Linked DNA regions of Mus musculus: region 1 is linked to region 2. The links are chromatin contacts, called in public HiChIP or PLAC-seq maps. All regions are on one chromosome and are shown on one strand. The core of a region is the stretch at or near the end of the contact, and the rest is flanking DNA. Distances in the headings are between cores, read along the strand shown. Region 1 has its middle 9.8 kb from the start of Gm33273. Region 2 overlaps Gm33169 (a long non-coding RNA gene).

Region 1 (5,103 bases), core at 2,189-4,688, 250 kb after region 2:
CAGGTGCAGAAGATACCATAGAAAACATTGTCACAGCAGTCAGAAAATGCAAAAGTGTGGTTTGTGTACCCAGCGAGACTCCACTGGAAAAAACTAAGTTTTCCTTTGTGAGTGGTCGCCAGCTAGAGATAGCTTCTGGCTTAGGGAAGGGCACTTGTCTGCTTCCCTTCTTGGTGATGGGACTCCTTCTGGTAGACTTCTGCAGCCCCTGTGCGTGCTGCAGTGGTTATTTGAGTTTATGTGAGCACCTGCCGGGCTCTGGTTAGAAGGCCTCCTTTCCTTGGTGATGTCTATCCCCATGGCTGTTAACATATTTCTGCCTTCTCTTCCACAGAGATCTCTGAACCCTGAGGAGAAGGGTTTTGATGAAGACTAAGCCCATTTAGGACTTAGTGTCCCAGGTCTCTCCCTCTCTGCACATTGTTCAGCTGAGGGTGTCTCAATTAGTCCCCATCTCCTACAGGAGGAAGCGTCTCTTGCTGGCTGAACAAGACACTAAACTCAGCCCCAGCCTGTGTGGCTTCTGGGTTCCCATGATGGTTTCTCCGGCTTCAACTTTTAGTCAGAACTCCCAAAATCAGACTGCTCTTTCTCTTTTAGCCCAGCTGGCAGTCTTTCTTAGTAACCACCCATGCGAGAAGCATTCTCTTCTATGCAAATTCAGTGTGTGCTTTTAGTCCCCAGTCAAATACTATTTCCTCCTCCAACTTCTAACTGGAAGCTTTGGGGGCTCGGGGTATGTGTGGTGTCTAATGGGGGGGGGGGCAGTATGGGATGGAGGGGGGTGGAATGGGACAAACCAGTGACTGAATTCAGAACCTTGTACAGGCTAACTGAGCACAGTGCTACTGAGGTATCCCTAGGCCCTTTTCTATTTGTATTTTGGCACAAGGCCTCACTAAGTTGCCTAGCTGGATTGAGGTTGAATGTTTTATTTAAAAGGCTATGGATCTATAATAAGGAAGAAACCCACTGCCCCTCTTGCATCTGAAAGTAGTAAGTCCAATGCAGTGATTTCAAACTTCTAAGTCAAACTGTTGTCTTATAGATACCAAAATTTTATAGACAGCATTAACGTGATGTAGAATTGAACTTTTATCTTAATGAAGCTGTTTCAAATAATGTAAACTTTGAAAATGTGAAGGGTAGATAGATGGGCATGCAGTTTATTTTGCATTTATTTTGGTTATGTAACACTGAGAAAACCAGTGAAATAACTGTTAACAGAGTTTAGGAACCCACTTTGCAGTTGGTAAATTTTATTAACATTCTATTAAACATTGCATACAATTATTGTATATGATATGCATTAACATGTTGGTAGTATTTCAGACACTAAATTTAACGTACGTGTATTTATTAAGTCATTGATTTATTTAACACATGCAAGACTCTACTTTGAATCATGAATTCTCATTATATGGATATTATTCCAGGGGGAGTAAGGCAGCAATATTGACTACTGAAATAAAATAAAATAAAATAAAATAAAATAAAATAAAAGACAAGACAAGGATGGTTGGTCTTCAAATGTAATACGGACTCCTCAGCATACACTGAGAGACCAACTTCTTTGGGTTCAGACTCCATCTTAGACAACCTGCCTAAGGTTGAACTCAAGTTAACTAACAGGCCTGTACCTAGCACCAGTTTCCAGGCTACCCCCAACAAGACCTGTGTCTAACACCAGTTTTCAGGTTACTGCCCAACAAATCTGCACCTCCAGGGTGCAAGCCGGCCCCTGCCTAACAACCACCAATTAGGAGGAAAACAGAAGTTAAGTTTGTGGTTTGACTCCCAGCACCAGCCAATTATGCTAAAGGCCACAGTAGTCCCCCAGTTAGATGCTTGCCAGGCTAGAAACACTCACCTCTCATTTGTCATTTCCTATAAAACCTTGTCCGGATGAGAGTTCGGGCTTTCCTCCACTGAAACCATCCTGTAGGTCAGCGGTGAGTTAAGCCCGAGCTCGAGCTTGTGAATTGCGTAGGATTGCCTGCTCACTGGTCTTGTGGGGTTCATGAATGCTTCCTGGTACTACACACATGTTGTTACCGCTTTATGCGGAATGAATAGGAAGCATGTGAAGGATTTGGGGGGGGGGCAATGAAGGGGAAGCAGCCGTAGACAGCACAGGAAAGGAACTCTGGTCCTCATGCAGCAGGTGTTGTTGTGGCACAGAAAGGACAAGATAAATAAGGAACAAACTTTCATGTCATGTAAGTCCCTTTAGAAATGATCGATTGGAATTTATGGAATTCAAATTTTAGCCTAACGAAGCGCTCTCAATTGAGGGAAAAATTTAACGTGAGGAGTTTTAAAGCTTAGTTGTGACCAAGGAGAAAGGCGAACCAAAGGAAAGAGCCAGGAAGTGGTATGTAGAGGACAGGGCATTGGCGCTAGCTGGGGCCGCGGTGGACATCTGAGCACAGATCTTCACGGGTCAAGGGTGGGAAGGGAAGCGGATTCCAGTAATGGGCCAGAGTGTCCAAACATCTTGAGAACAGAATAGGAAGAGTGAGCCACTGTGGTGGGAAAGGGCGGTAAAAGGTATCAAAGATGATTTCAATGTCACAGGGTCCAAGGCATATGGACCATTTAAGGTCCTTATTTTAATTCTTGGAAGATATGAAGTTCTTAGGATTTTAGAGGAGGAAATGATATCGTGTAATTTACATTTTTAACAGCACCTTTCTCACCATTATCCTGAGAACAGAGAGAGCAAGGCAAAGAGGTCGGTGAGAGATGTCTGCTGGGGCTGCCGTTTTACCACGGGCTGCGTGGCTTGTACAGACTCACGGAGCTTGTACAACTAGGGGAGTTCCATGCAGATGGCCCATTCTTTAGTTTATGGGCAGCCACCATATCACTTCGTGTTCAGGTGGCTTCTCTGTGGTGCAAATATACAGTGGAGAAAGAGAGAGGTGGGGAGAATGTCCTAGCTGTCTTTCTATAAGGAAAAAGAAGTAGATGAATGTAAAGTGCTAGAACCCCACTTGTTTAACCTCGTCTAACTCCAGCCACCTCCTGTGGCAGTTGGATAAGAATGCCCTCCATATTTGAATATTTAGCGTGTGGTTAGTTGAACTGTTTGGGACAGATAGTAGGAGTAGCCTTGTAGGGTATGGTAGAGGATACAAGCTGTTGTACTGGATAGTATTTTGTTTTAAGTAGAGCAGATTAGCTCTATTGGGTAATCTGGTACAGAGAGTGAGAGAGAAAACTGAATCAAAGGCAGAAAAGAACACCGAGTAGGTGTGATTATTGCTTGTTGTTTAGCGCAGTTTTCAAAATGGATAAATTGTACAGAACACAGGAGAGCAGCTAAGAGTCTCTGGGGAAGTGGGGTCCAAAGTTCTTCACCGGCCCTCTGGGGGGCATCGAGGATTGGGTTTATGCATTTCCTCTTCTCAGATCTGCCATTGCACTCTGAGGCCACAGCGTGTGGGCATGCACTGGTGGCTGTCTCCTGTACGCCCTCCACCAGAGAAGTTTCCGCCTTTTGGGCGGAAATCGTCTCAGACATTTCCTTTGTGCCACTGTCCAGAAAGTGGCAGACATCATACAGCCTTGCCCTCTGATTCTATACACTTTCAACCTAAGTGCAATAGAGAATTCATGGATTATGGAGTTTAAGTACAACTTTGGAAAATTCTCTTATTTTGAAAAGGGAAGGCACACATGAAGAGGGTGACTAATCACAGACAAGGGCTGGCTTTTGCCGTGAAGACTCAATAGATAGGCGATAATAACATTTTCTTAAGCATGAAAATAGCAGAATGTTAGAGAATTCTCTTTTAAAATTGACATTGTATGTGTGTGTGTGTTATATGTGTTGTTTGTATCTTCATGTGGGCGTGCCTGTGTGTACATGTGAGTGGGAATACACACGTGTGTGTGCTGAAGGTTGCTCTCTTCATGGCTTTCTGAGACAGGGATCCCATACTGAGACAGCAGCTGGTTGTTTGCCTAGGTCAGCTGTTCTTAGAGCTGGGAGCCTGCTGTCTTCCTTCGCCTCTCTAGCACTGTGACTATAGTCGTACACTCCCTCACTCAGGAGTGGGGGTGAGTGAGTGTTGGGGAACTCAGATCTTCACCCTGCACTGCAAGTATTTTTCTGGCTAAGTCATCTCCCCATCACTTGAGCGGTAGATGGCATTCTGGAGAGAAGCAAGTCTTAGTCTTGGGTAGAAGGCTTTGAGAAGTGCTTGCCTATTGTCTTAAATGCATGCCTTCATAGTAGAATTCAATTATTTTTGTTAAACCAATTAACATGTTATCTTCTCAACCTGACCACAATCTGAGGTCATGTTTGCTTCCTCATAGTCTCTTCTGAGTTTGTCCACATGGACTTTTCAAGCCTTAAAGACTTTCTATTATAGAACGGAGCAGGATGGTGTCCACTAGAGGCTAGGAGAGTGGGCAGGGGAGGGGAGAAGACAGAGGCGAGTGTCAGCACTGCTGAGAGGATGCCTTGCAGCCTGGTTGGAATCCACTGCTTACAAAACACTACTGGTCTTTAAAAGAGTGTTAAAATAACTCATAACTGTGTCATTGTCAGATATGTTTGTCAGAGTAGCTTCCTTCTGCAGCAGATGGGAACAAATACAGAGACCACAGCCATGCGTTATGCAGAGAGTGAGGCCTTGGAAGACTCAGCCTTAAATAGGATGTCCCTATCAAATCCCTCCCTCAGGACTCAGGGAACTCCACAGAAGAGGAAGCAGAAACGACGGTGATCAGGAGAACAAGGCTCTCTAAATCAACTGAGCAAAGCAAACATGAGCTCACAGAAACTGAAGCAGCCAGTGCGGGGCCTACGCGGTTCTGCACCGCGGGTCTGAACTGGGTCTCCTGTGTATATATTATAGCTTTCAGTTTAGTAGTTGTATGGGACTCCTGAGTGTGTGCACAAGGGCGTCTCTGATTTTTGTTCCTTCTCTTGTTCCTGATGTTGGCTTTTCCTTGTTCAATTTCAATGGGATGTTTAAATTTATCTTACATTTCATTTTGTTACGTTTTGTTGTTATCTCTTAGAAGTCTGTCTCTTCCTAATGAAAGACAAAAAGGGGAGTGGATCCAGAAGGGAGAAGAAGTGGAAAG
Region 2 (5,348 bases), core at 2,709-5,208:
CTGTGCACCCTGGCTGTCCTGAAATTCACTCTGTAGACCAGGCTGGCCTTGAATTCAGAGATCCACCTGCTTCTGCCTCTAGCGTGCTCTGGTTAAAGGTGGGTGCCATTATCTAGAAAGTGTCTGCTCAAGGAAAACTCTGGAAATTGGGACCAGCTGTGAACACTTTGGTGGGTTTTTTTTTTTTTCATTTTTTCTTTTTTTCTTTTTTTGAATCTTAACCTCCATCCTAGCTCCAGGTAGCATTGTAGAGAACAGCCTGAATTCCATGTACCAGCGAGACAGAATAGACCTCATTTTAAAAGATTAATAATTAGTTTCTTTTAAAAAAAACTTGGAGACTCTGTGGAAAGGCAGCTTAAGGGGCTTATCTTTACTCCCCTTGATTTGGGAGTGGCCCAGAGCAAAAGCTACCAGGGAGGAAGGTGGGCCTTGGTGATGAGCGGTCACAGGCAGGTGCTTTGTTTGCCACAGCCCAAGGTGACAGGAAACAGTTGGCACAAACCAAAAAGTTAGCAAGAAAAGGCTGGGAAACAGGAGGTCCACAAAAACGATGGGAGGTTCACATGGACTTCCTGGGACTCTGACAGGCTTGTGGGCTTGGGAATGGCCTGGCTAGGGCAGAAGTGGACATCACCTGATGATGTTCAGCCAGGCCTCAGCACACAGGCTGCTTCCGGGTGAAAAACTGGTCATAGTTTCAGTTCCGGGCATCTAAGGAAATCTGCTGAGTTATCCTCTCATCGTGACCAAGAGTGCAGACAGTGGAAAATGTACTGGCAGCCTGGCGGGGGTGATGCCTGCCTTAACCCCAGCAGGAGGCACCCACTGGATGAAAACAGAAAAGTTTGAGTATCCTAAGGTGGTAGCTCTGGGATTTAATTTTTCTCTTCTCCCAGGGCTTGTTGCTGCTGCTGATTTTAGCTGTTGTTTATTTAACGACTTTGTGAATGAAGTTTTCCTTCCTTCCTTCCTTCCTTCCTTCCTTCCTTCCTTTTTCTTTCTTTCTTTCTTTCTTTCTTTCTTTCTTTCTTTCTTTCTTTCTTTCTTTCTTTCTTTCTCTCTTCCTCTCTTCCTCTCTTCCTCTCTCTCTCTCTCTCTCTCCCCCTCCCCACTTCCTTCCTTTCTTTTTGTGTGTATGTGTGTGTTTTACAGATAGTTTAGCCCTGGCTGTTCTTGAATTCACTCTGTAGACCATGCTGGCCTCAAAATCAGAGATCTGCCTCCTTCAAGTACTGGGATTAAAGTCATACACCCACACACAGGCCTGCCTCTCTCTCTCTCTCTCTCTCTCTCTCTCTCTCTCTCTCTCTCTCTCTCCAGGCAACAAAGGGGGATGCGTCTAATTTACGGGATAGGATTACCAGACTGTCTTTGAGGACTGATTGGACACTTGGAAAAGATCTTAAATAAACAATTGAAAAAAAAATATATATATATATATTTAATTGAAGGAATACAGACCTAGGAAAATAAATACTGAGCCAGGCCATCTTCCAGGTTCCTGTGCTCATGGCAGAGAGTAGGAGGGGCCAGCAAGCCTTGGAATATAACCCACAGACAAGCTAGGTGCCCAGCAAGGCCTGTCCACCACAGAGTTGCTGAAGTGGGGTATTTAAGTGGGAATACTGCCGGAACTCATGTTGTGAGGTCAGGAGTATGTGAATTCAGAGAGAAACTTGACCGCATTATTTCAGGGGTCTGTGTATTCTTGAAGAAATTATCAATCAAGAGACAGTTTAAGCAGTTTATTTAGCCAAGTAAACAAGCACTTCAGAGACTGGAGTGGGCTGCACCCAAAGAGGGAAACACTACAGCAGGTTCTGGGCTGAGGATTCTAAGGCTATTCTCATGACTATGCATGAGCTATATTACATACATATTCATGAAGTAAGGAGTGGTTTTTTGTTTTGTTTTGTTTTGTTTTTTTACCTCCCAACTCTTTGTAGAATGGATCTTCCTTTTACTTTATTTTTTCCCATCTCCCCACGATTGACTAGAAAAGCCCACAAGGTGTTGGGTAGTTGATCAAAAGGTTGGACTTTAGGATGCTGACCATTTGTTGGCGCACAGTCTTAGTTAGGGTTTCCATTGCTGAGAAGAGACACCATGACCAAGGCAACTCTTATAAGGGACATTTACGTGGGGCTGGCTTACAAGTTCAGAAGTTCAGTCCATTGTCATCATGGCATGGCAGCATCCACATAGACACAGTGCTGAAGAAGAAGCTGGAGGTTCTACATCTTGATTCAAAGCCAGTCAGGAAGAGACTGTTTTCCAAGCTGCTAGGAGGAGAGTCTCAAGCCCACATCCACAAAGACACACTTCCTTCAACAAGGCTACAGCTATTCCAACAAGGCCACACCTCCTAAGAGTACCACTCCTTGGACCAAGCATGCACTTGGTCCACCACATGCACATATGGGGGAGTGCCCTGGTTCATCTCCACAGGAAATGATATTAAAATCTGGGAATGAGCCAGGTGACAGTGGCCCATGCCTTTACTCCCAGTACCAGGGAAGAAGAGGCAGCGGTGTCTCTGTGAGTTTGAGGCTAGCCTGGTCTACAAAGTGAGTTCAAGGACAGCTAGGGCTACACAGAGAAACCCTGCCTGGAAAAACAATAACAAAGAAAGTGTAAATGACCCACTTTGCATAGCAGACTTTAAGAGACAATGACTGTGGTCTGTCTGAAGTTGGCTCAGAACCTGGAAAAGCAAGACAAACTTGGGACTTTGGGAAGTGGAAGCTGCCACTGAGCTCTGCTCTCTTTCTGGAGAAATGGGCATGCAGGAGACACGTGCCAAACATCCAGGGCTTGCAGCAGAGCTCGTTTGGAGGGGCTTGATGATGAAGCACCCTTTAGAAGTGGTTTGGCTGCCAGGCAGTGGTGGCGCACGCCTTTAATCCCAGCACTTGGCAGGCAGAGGCAGGTGGATTTCTGAATTCGAGAGTGAGTTCCAGGACAGCCTGTCTCGAAAAACAAAAACAAACAAACAAAAGAAGTGGTTTAGCTAAGGAGTGGAGAGGTACGTGAGAAATACAGACAACCTGCAGAGGACTGAAAGCTGCCGGTGCCAGCAAATCTGCCCTACAACTGGTGGGGGTAGAAGACGGAAAATAAGAACATTAGGCAAAGGAACTTTCTTCACACTGCATACTGCTATGAGAGAAAACACTCCAGATTTAAGAGTTTGTTCCTGTATTAGGTTTATCTTTGTGTGTTGTCTGTGTGCACATGCGCATGCGTCCTTGGAACTGGAGTTCCAGGCAGTGGTAAATATAGCAGCGTGGTGCTGGGAAAAGAACTTGTGTCCTCCTTAAAAGCAGAATATTAGTTACTTTCCTTTGCTGTGATAATATCTGATAATGAAGAGAGCACAGGGAGGAGTTTATGCTCCCAGAGGGAGAGTCCAGAGTAAAGGGAAGGTATGGCAGCCGGCCATAGGAGCAGCCAGCTGAGTGGCCAGATCTTAAACCACAACAGCAAGCAGAGAGAACAGGAAGTGGACAAGCTTGTGAGCCCTTCAGAACTTACCCCAGAGGCATACTTCCCCCAGCAAGGCTGGACCACCTCCCCAAACAGCAGCACCACGTAGGGACCAAGCATTCAAGTACCTGCGCCCATGGAGCCATTGCTCACTCAAACCACTACAAGTTACAAGTTACAGAGGGTGAAGGTGTCATTAGCCTCTGAGTCATTTCTCCAGCCCGCTCGGCTCACTTTTATTTTAGACTTGGCTCTAGGCTCCTGTATTCATAGTTCATGGGATTATCTGTGATAAAACTGTTTTTAAGAAATGACGTATTTCTCAGATAACGTTGTTAGAAGCTTTACATAATATTGTAACTTGCTTTCCTTTATTTCTGGATCTAGGTCAAGATATTTAATGACCATCCTGCTGGAGCTACTGGGTGTGGAGGAAAGTGTTTTAGTTGAATAGGGACACATGAACAATGTTATCTTAATTGTGCAGTGTGCTATATCTGCTGGCTCTGTTTTACTGGTTAAGCAACAGTTTTACAGGAAAATAACTAATAAAATATTCAGTTTCTTCATTAGAAAGTTGAAAGGCATCAGACTTTTCAAGTGCAGAGCACTGATAATGAGACAGAGATTGTTTTTTTTGTTTTTAAGTCCAATAGCATTCCGGAGCTAATATGCATAATATCGGAAATTCACAGCTCACTGAAAACACTCAATAGTAGATCTGATCAAGTAGAATAATTGGTGATTTGAAGGTAGGGTGATGGAGACTGTCCATCCAGAGAAGGAGAGACAGTACCATGAAAACTCACAAGGACCACTGTGCACACGCGCCAGAGGAGGGACCGCTCAGCCCTCCCGCACGGACAGGAGTGGATGGGCGGTGAGGAGGTGCTTGTGGGGGAACAGGGTAACTGTGGAATGGATGTGGGTTTTCCTTCTGAGGAGACAGGAAAAAAAAAAAAAACACTAGACTGCACACTTTGAAATGGTAAATTTTATATTCTATAACTTTCATTTTTAAAAAAGAAAAGATATGGAGAAAATGTAGATAAATAATGCTACGTGCTGACTGACAATTATAAGAAAATTACCATTTCTAGAGGTGCTGTTTTTCAGCTTTTTGTTACCCTTAATTTGCTGCCATTTCTTTTACTCTAAAGATGCTCTTCCTAAATAACGTATTTTATACATTTTCTCCCAAAAAGGTTCTTGCACCTGATGAAGCTTCTGGACGCACAAACCAGGATGCCCCAGAAGCTTGTCACCAAAGGAACTCTGTCACCAAACAGGGTGTGCCTGTGCTTAGGGGCCCTTGCTCTCAGCAGCTCCGGGAACGCTCCCCTCCCCCACCCAGTCCTCAGGCTCCTCCTGAGAGCCGCTTCTATTCCTTCTCACATCTTACATGGCTCTAATCCTCACTCAGCTTTCTACGGCCCCTCTAGTCCGCTGCTGTCCCCAGATTGTTGCAGAGTTGTTTGCTTTTTTTTTTTTTTAAGATTAAAAATTTTTTTAACGTATATGAGTACACTGTAACTGTTTTCAGACACACCAGATAAAGGTGTCAGATCCCATTACACATGATTGTGAGCCACCATGTGGTTGCTGGGAATTGAACTCAGCACCTCTGGAAGAGCAGTCAGTGCTCTTAACCGCTGAGCTCAGTCCCAGAGCTGTTTTTAAAGTTATTTACTTATTAGTGGTTTGCTTGTTTACATACTGTCCTATTTATTTATTTATTTATTTATTTATTTATTTATTTTGGTTTTTTGAGACAGAGTTTCTCTGTATAGCCCTGGCTGTCCTGGAACTAACTCTGTAGACCAGGCTGGTCTCGAACTCAGAAATCTGCCTGCCTCTGC

What was found. HiChIP or PLAC-seq counts read pairs in DNA pulled down with a chosen protein or histone mark.
Region 1: a contact with region 2 is called in an H3K27ac HiChIP or PLAC-seq map of microglia, with 6 times the contacts expected there. The contact joins two enhancer-like sites. A contact is called at or near these places in 1 of 484 Hi-C or Micro-C datasets (pre-megakaryocyte-erythroid progenitors) and 1 of 115 datasets of contacts at active chromatin or transcription factors (microglia).

The regions. Positions count from the first base shown.
Region 1 is chr3:9,892,488-9,897,590 of GRCm38.p6, forward strand. No RefSeq gene overlaps it. Among named protein-coding and RNA genes, the nearest start is that of Gm33273, 9.8 kb to the left of the region's middle. Within about 2 kb of position 3,439, at least 36 of the 459 cell types and tissues checked have an H3K27ac peak or open chromatin away from gene starts, as enhancers often do. A contact at or near this core is called in microglia, where this site is marked.
Region 2 is chr3:9,643,728-9,649,075 of GRCm38.p6, forward strand. It overlaps Gm33169 (a long non-coding RNA gene), which reads right to left. Exons shown (of 6, transcript XR_878676.2): 6 at 3,885-4,426. Among named protein-coding and RNA genes, the nearest start is that of Gm33169, 17 kb to the right of the region's middle. Within about 2 kb of position 3,959, at least 54 of the 459 cell types and tissues checked have an H3K27ac peak or open chromatin away from gene starts, as enhancers often do. A contact at or near this core is called in microglia, where this site is marked.